Linked DNA regions of Sus scrofa: region 1 is linked to region 2. A link is a contact called in public Hi-C data. All regions are on one chromosome and are shown on one strand. Each heading gives the region's core, a stretch centred on a gene start, on an enhancer-like site or on the middle of the called end of the contact. The rest is flanking DNA. Distances are from core to core; before and after follow the strand shown.

Region 1 (3,982 bases), core at 734-3,233, 2.7 Mb before region 2:
TTCAAGAAAAGGAAGGAAGGTATGAAAAAAAGCAGGAAATGAGTATAGAAGTGAAAGTTGAAAACAGAGAAACAGAAGTCATGACTATGGAGTTCCCATCATGGCTCAGTGGAAATGAATCTGACTAGTAACCATGAGAACGAAGGTTTGTTCCTTGGCCTTGCTCAGTGGGTTAAGGATCTGGCGTTGCCTGCCATGAGCTGTGGTGTAGGTCGCAGACACAGCTCCGATCTGGCGTTGCTGTGGTATAAGCCGGGGCTACAGCTCCGATTCAACCCCTAGCGTGGGAGCCTCCATATGCCTTGGGTGCAATCCTAAAAAAAAAAAAAAAAAAAAGTCATGACTGAATCAGCAGTTTACAGCCCTAACTTTCAGCTTCAACTGACTGGCTACAAGCTTCTTTCTGTGTTAAAGGATCAACTAAGGAGCATGACTGATCACTAATACATATACAGACATGCACTCAAAGAAAGGGAAACAGACACAGATGGATCACTGCACTTCTAATCCCTTTTATCACACAAGTACTGCTCAGACTTATACCCACTTTCTATCAGCTGTCTCAAAGCATCTCTGTAATTGACACTGCTGATTTAAGCCACTGATCCCAGAGACAGCTCATGGAACCAGATGACAATCCAGAGGGAAAAGAAGACAACATTTTCCTACTAAAGTAAAAAATGATCAGGCTGGCAGGGGGAAAAGGCGGGGCTAGATTAAAACTAAATATTGAGGGAAACAGTCTGTAGATCATTCAGAATGGTGATCTCTTGATGGATAAGGTTTACTATTAGCAATAATTAGGAGGTTAGCTCTTTATGTCGAAGAGGGCTCTGCCTTCTTAAACCACAAGCTGGTCAAAGGCTAAGTGACAAAGAATCTAATATTAAAGGATACGAAACACTGTACAAGACGCCAGCGGGGACAAAAAGGAACCTGGACCCCTTCTGATCTTTTGCCCCACTATTACTAGAGAAGAGGAGGGAAAAAAAAAAAACACTGGACTAGGCGAAAGGCATGAAGAAGCAACATGCTCCAACAGTGAAAAGCCAAGCATCTTTTCCAAAGTTAACTGTCTCAGAGGAGCAGTTTTAACATAGTTTTAATTATAACCCCAAAGGAAAACCTTATCTTGCAACCAAATTAAATACCTAACTCAGGAAGTCAACAATCCAATCACATCCCTCAGGATAGTACTTGTCTTCTCCAACGCTTGAAATAGCAAAACTCACCACCACTGAGTAGATTTGAGCCATAGGCCTAAAAGAGTAAGGGAGTAAATGAGAGCACAAGAACCTCGACCTGAAAACTGAGTAAAAGGAGCTGGTAATTTAGGCCAGGACCCTAAGGGAGTTTCCATACTGTGCTCTCTGGTCTTGTTCGCATACCGCTAAAGCGATTAAGGGCAAAGACTTTTCTCAAAACACTTAGCATATGTTCTCCACCTCACCTGCGCCTGAAAGCGCTGGCCCCCTCGTCCCACCCTAGTTCTAGTTCCGAAGACTGCAACTTGCCCACCCCGTTTGCCTACACACTTTCTCACACTCCCCCCCCCCGCCCTCCTCTACTTCAGGTCCCTCCTCCCCCGGTCTCCCACCTTCAGAAAACGCAACACCTCTGACACCACCCACCGAGGGACACCCCACCACCTCAGCATCCTAAGCGCCATCCTTCCAGGGACTAGTCTCCGGGTGCGATCTTTCCCACGCCTTCCTTAGCTTAAGCGCACGCCCCATCCCAGACCCTTACATCCTTCCATTTCAGGATGTCCCCACACCACGCCCCACGCCCCCTCCTCTGCAAGGTCCTAGATTCTGCTCCGCGCCCATACCCCCCGCCATTAGAGCCCCATCCATGCACTTCGTTCTGCCCCACAAACACCTTAGACTGCACTTGCCGCTAATTCTTAAGTAATACTCTAGGGCCTTCTCACCTGTCCCGCGCTCCTCAGGAGTCCGTTCGGCTCGCTCTGCCATCCGTTCACCGCGCACCCAACCTTGGTAGCACCAAGTTGGCCTCCCGGTCCGCTTCCCATTGGCTGGCTCAGGGCCAATATGACAATTGATGAGAGCGATAGGGTCATAGAACTGTCTGTCAAACTCGGAGGCGTGGACAAAACCGCACTCCCACTTCTTAAGTGGTCTATGCAGAAATCACTTAGGATCGAGAAGGCGGGACCTCGTACAAGTGCCGAGCAGTGATAGGTCCGCTTGTGCGAGCGTGGGCGCAGAAGAAACCGCTCAAAGCAGTTTGGTTGAGAGCTGAGCAGTGACGTGTCAGTCCGAGGACCGCAAAGGAGTCGCGGGCGGAAGGTGCGGACGGTTTAGCCCAAGTCATGTGACCAGAAACGGAAACTACGCCAAGGAATAAGCCAAAACTACAAATCCCAAAAAGCCGTGCTAAGATCGCGCTCCTCCTTTTCTGAGAGTTTTGTTTTTTAAAGGTAGAAACTGTTACCTAATATAAGATTAAAGAAGAGGAAGGAAACACTTCCCACCTACTCTCAAAGAAACTCAAATGCTTCCCGGGCCAGACCGTTACATCTTGTACAGGATCTCTTGACTTACAGTTCTCTCAAGAGCTGTTTTTGAAGATGCTCCCGGAAAATGTGATGGACCAGAGCCCTGACAAATTTTACGAGGCATTTACCTCTCTTAAGCCCGACCTCGGGAGTAAGCACGCCAAGGCCAAAAGGATCGTCGAAGTTTGGTTGGAAGATTCTAAGCCACAGACTGAGTGCACCAACCCGCGGAGGCGGTCCTCCCATGCATGCGACAGGCTTCCTGGAATCAGCCTGCAGACCTGCGGTACTTTGTCAGCTCACCCTTTGTAAGTTACGTGCTCGTGGAAGCTGCTAACTCGCCTCAGTTCTCCCTCTGTCCACTCACAAAGAAAAGCTACTGAGGGCAGGGAAGGGGACGAAGTTCCAGCAGCCAGCTCCATCACCTCTCAGACACGCACTCCTACTTCCTACACACCTCTGTGAGCAAGAGCTACACCAAATGAAATAGGAGCATCCGGCAACTGTTCAAATTTAGCGCCAGTGTCACTCATTTCTCTTCACAGTTACTCTGAATGCGGCCGACCAAATTTATTGAAAGCACATTAAATCACTGCTTCAAAATCACGTGTATGTTTCAAAATTCACATGACCAGGTTCACCCCAGGACGTTATGATTCAGAAGATCTGCTTTTTCCTTTTGTATTTGTGTTAAATGTAATTTTACTAACAAAAGGAAACAAACTGAATGAATTGCAGAACTTCAAGTAAATGCTTCTTCAAAAGGAGTTTTTCTTTTTAAAAGAATTAAAATTAGATCTTTTAAATTAAAAAAAAAAAACGGCTTCAAGAACATTAAGATATTAACTTTCGGATTAATTTTTTTTTGAATTGTTTAACATGTTTCTTTCTTTCTAGGGGGCTGGGGGTGTCTTTTAGAGCCTCACTGGTGGCATATGTAAGTTCCCAGGCTAAGGGTCAAATCGGAGCTGTAGCTGTTGGCCTATGCCACAGCCACAGCAACTCAGGATCCAAGCCGCGTCTTCGACCTACACCACAACTCACAGCAACGCCGGATCCTTAACCCACTGAGCAAGGCCAGGGACCGAACTTACATCCTCATGGATACTAGTCAGATTCGTTGCTGCTGAGCCACGACAGGAACACCTTGAGCATGTTTCTTAAATGTTTGTTTCTAGATGGTACAATTAAGTCAACTTTTTCAGAAGTCAAAATATACTGTTAAAGAACAAAGTTTAACATCTAAACCGCTTATGGAGTTCCCTGGTGGCTCAGAGGATTAAGGATACGGTTGTCGCTGCTGTAGCTCTGATTACAGCTGTGGCATGGGTTGGATCTCTGCCCCCTGGGGCAGTTCACTTAAAAGAAAAATAAAATCCAAGCCTATTTTTAGGATGATCCTTTAATATCAGTTGATAGGGAAAAGCTTATCTATAAGTAAAATCAGACTCAGGATGGCAA
Region 2 (4,062 bases), core at 389-2,888:
TTCCCTCCCAAAAGGCAAATACCCTTTTTATCAAACATTTGAGTCTAACTCCAGGCTCTACTGGCTTTGACAAGGACAAGTCATCCTCACTTTTCTAACAGCCTTTCTGGAAGTCTGGAGACCTTTCTAATTCCAGTGATGCCGATAAAAGTTCTAGATAGTCTTAAAAAAACCTTTTCTCCTATCCGTGCCCACACACATACTAAATGGGTTTATTACTTGCCCTGCCTGCCTGAAAGAGCACGTAGGAAAGCCTTCATGGTACTAAGAAAGGCTCTCAGAAGCCTTTAGAATGACAAGGCCCCAAACACCTGCCACCAGACAGAATTGAAAATTCTAGGTCCACTGCTTTGTACACTAGACTCCTTCAGTGATGTTTTCAAGGCATCTCTGCCTGGCCTCTCTTTTAGTTTCTGACGAAAATCAAAGCAGATAGCTATTCCCTCCTGTTACTGAAAATAAAAGGCTCAGGAAGCCTAAATCAAGGACACAAAGCTACCGGAACCAAAGTTCCTAACGTCTGGTTCATTTACAAAGAAAAAACTCGCCACCTTTTCTTCCTTTAAAACAAGTAACAGAGAAGAACGGGGCTCGGTCGGGTGGAGGAGGGGCTGAGAAAAGAAGCCGAATCTATTCTCCGCGGGATACCGGAGGTAACCGAGGCCTTCGAGAAGCGTGCTTGGCCATTTACTTTGCTGAGGGTCTCGACACAGGCTAGTGGGCTAAGAAATCGAGCCTCTCCAACCTGTGTCGGGGTCAGACGGCCTCCAGCTGCCACAGAGAACGGACGGCCGCGGGGGCCTGCCACGCTACCCTGCCGCACCCTAGGCAGAGGCGGGACCGGCGGCGGCAGCCGGGCAGCTCCTTCCTTCCCCAGATCTGGGTGTCCCGGCCGAATTTACCCCGGCAGCGCCCCGGGGTCGGAACCTTCGGCCCTGTCGCTCACGGTCATCCCTAGACCAGCGTCACGCCGGTCACGAAATGTGCGGATGTGGAGTCCGGGAGAGCCTGGGGGACAGTCTATATATCCGGAGTGGGTGTCGGGGAAGAGAATGAGGACCTGGTGGGGGAGGGGCGCAACAACCTTCGCGGCCATTTTGTCCTCGCTCCACTTCCGTCTTCTCTCCCGGCGGCTGGAGTCGGACCCCTCCCTGCAGGCCGAGCGCTTACCCTCCCCGGGTTCCGCACTGAGCCAGATCGCTGTCATTGGTTGACTCCAAGTTGGCCCGCCCCTCTTCCTCCCCCTCCTTCCGTTCCCTCCCGCCCGCGCTTTCTGGGGGCGCATGCGCAGAGGCGGACGCGCTCTTCCCCGCCCCCCGCTCCCCCCCACGGGGTGACTGAGGACTCCCGCGCGCGGGCTCCGTCGGCCCCACCCTCCCTTTCCCCCGGGCCGTTCAGAGAGCGGGGGCGAGAATGAAAGTTCCAGAACGCTGCGGTGAGTGCGTCATCCGAGGCGGGGCGTGTTGCGGAAGGAAGGGGGAGGTGCGAGGAGTCAAGCCGGGTTCGTCATTGGGGCTTGCGGAGGTAACCGCCCGCCCATTGGCTGAGGCAGCAATGATGGGCACCGGCAGGGGCGGGCCCCTTCTGGAAGGTTCTGAGGCCGGGTATAAGAGATAGGGCGACGGGCGGAAACCGGTCTCATTGAACCGTCGGGAGCGCTTCGGGTTGCGGCTTTTTTTCTCTAGCTAAACCAGGCCTACGTTTCAGGTAAGGCTTCTGAATATCTTCCAAACCTGCATTGTGCCGCCGCAGTGTGCTTCCCGCCCCAGCTTCCCTGAGTTTGTGGCGGCCTGCAGCTTTCTATCTCAGGCGGGCTGCGGGCAGCTATTATTTTGCTCGGCTGGGGAGCTTTGTTCCTGGTGGCAGGCAGTGATGCAATCGGGATAGAGGGTCGGGGCTCGGTGGGCAGGGCCGCTTTAACCAGGAAGGTGACCGCGATTGCGGCCGCACCCGGCGCGAGGAGAGAGGGGGGAAGGGGCTGCACTCCTTTGCGGGGCGTGGAGCTCGCTCCTTAATCCCGGCCGCTCCCCGTTTCCGGCGTAGACGGGTTTCTCCTAAAAGAGGAAGTCCTGATTGGCACGCGCCCAAGGCGGTGGAGGAGGATTCTCATCCTTTGCAAGGGTGGAGAAGAGGGTGCGAAAGGGGGAGGGCGAAAGTTCAGTCCAGGGCACCGGACCACGTGGTCGGCTATGGCGCAGACCCTCTTGGCAGGTGCTGTTTTCAGTCTGCGGCGGGCTCTGCGGTTGGCATGGCAGCCTTAACTGCAGCATTCCATGCTGGCTCTGACCCTGTCGCGTGGTTATTTCCGACCAGGGCAGTTTCCGAGCGATGTGTATTTAAGAGTGGTCTTGAGAGCTGATGGCGAGTGGTCTTTAAGATAGACGATCTTGGGCGCTTAATCTGGTTTTTAACGACATGGACTTTTTCTCTCCACAGCAACCATGTCTAAGGGACCTGCAGTTGGCATTGATCTTGGCACCACCTATTCTTGTGTGGGTGTCTTCCAGCACGGAAAAGTGGAAATAATTGCTAATGATCAGGGGAACCGAACCACCCCAAGCTATGTTGCCTTTACTGATACTGAACGATTGATTGGTGATGCTGCGAAGAACCAAGTTGCGATGAATCCCACCAACACGGTTTTTGGTGAGCCACTGAAATGTTAACAGCATGAGTTTTAAGTGATCTAGGCAGATTATATATAGGTAATTCTAAAAAGTCAGTTTTGAGGTATCTCAAAAACCTTGAGAATAGGGAAAGTTAGAAAATTTAAGTGAGTGGCATTTCTTCTTAAGGAAAGAATTTGAAGTATCTTCGTCAGAAGTTGAATCCATTTAATACTGAGAGGGTCTTGGTTTTAGAATGGTGGGCTAAGTTGATGGAGAGGCTGATGAATGCAGTTCAAGGTAACGGTTGTGTTTGATGCCTTAACAGATGCCAAACGCCTCATTGGACGAAGATTTGATGATGCTGTTGTCCAGTCTGATATGAAGCATTGGCCCTTCGTGGTGGTGAATGATGCAGGCAGGCCTAAGGTCCAAGTAGAATACAAGGGAGAGACAAAAAGTTTCTATCCAGAGGAGGTGTCATCCATGGTTTTGACAAAGATGAAGGAAATTGCAGAAGCCTACCTTGGGAAGGTAAGTGTATACAGTAGTACAAGGAGAAGATGTGGGTGGAGATTGCCACAGCAAGTTTGAAGGTTTACTGATAATGTGGGATTTTGGCTGATCTCAGCACAGTAGAAAAAACTATTAAAATGGGTAGGTAAACTCGAATGTTAATTATGTGAGGTATCATTGAGTGCCTGTGCAAGCAAGCAGTTGATGTGACAGGTTTTAATCTTTTGTTTTTCTAGACTGTTACCAATGCTGTTGTCACAGTACCAGCATACTTTAACGACTCTCAGCGTCAGGCTACCAAAGATGCTGGAACTATTGCTGGTCTCAATGTACTTAGAATCATCAATGAGCCAACTGCTGCTGCTATTGCTTATGGCTTAGACAAAAAGGTATGTACCAGTTTTGGCTTATCAGTCAAGATTTGAGTCATCAGAAGTACAGATAAAGGGAATAGCAAATTTGTATTTTAATTGCAGGTTGGAGCTGAAAGAAACGTGCTGATCTTCGACTTGGGTGGTGGCACTTTTGATGTGTCAATCCTCACTATTGAGGATGGTATCTTCGAGGTCAAATCTACAGCTGGAGATACCCACTTGGGTGGAGAGGACTTTGACAATAGAATGGTCAACCATTTTATTGCAGAGTTCAAGCGCAAGCACAAGAAGGACATCAGCGAGAACAAGAGGGCTGTCCGTCGCCTCCGTACTGCTTGTGAGCGTGCTAAGCGCACTCTCTCTTCCAGCACTCAGGCCAGTATTGAGATTGATTCCCTCTATGAAGGAATCGACTTCTATACCTCTATTACTCGTGCCCGATTTGAAGAATTGAATGCTGACCTGTTCCGTGGCACCCTGGATCCTGTGGAGAAAGCCCTTCGGGATGCCAAGCTAGACAAGTCTCAGATCCATGACATTGTCCTGGTGGGTGGCTCAACCCGTAT

The links. Hi-C and Micro-C count contacts between places; a contact is called where the count stands out from the background.
Region 1: a Hi-C map of liver shows a contact between it and region 2, with 7 times the contacts expected there. The contact joins the promoter of STT3A here to the promoter of HSPA8 in region 2. A contact is called at or near these places in 1 of 5 promoter capture datasets (liver) and 1 of 47 Hi-C or Micro-C datasets (liver).

The regions. Positions count from the first base shown.
Region 1 is chr9:52,724,890-52,728,871 of Sscrofa11.1, reverse strand. STT3A (STT3A, catalytic subunit of the oligosaccharyltransferase complex) reads right to left here and starts at 1,983. Exons shown (of 18, transcript NM_001243852.1): 1 at 1,934-1,983. EI24 (etoposide-induced protein 2.4 homolog) reads right to left here. Exons shown (of 12, transcript XR_002335716.1): 12 at 3,906-3,982.
Region 2 is chr9:49,984,336-49,988,397 of Sscrofa11.1, reverse strand. It overlaps HSPA8 (heat shock 70kDa protein 8), which reads left to right and starts at 1,638. Exons shown (of 9, transcript NM_001243907.1): 1 at 1,638-1,707; 2 at 2,437-2,646; 3 at 2,935-3,140; 4 at 3,359-3,511; 5 at 3,599-4,062. The coding sequence starts at 2,442.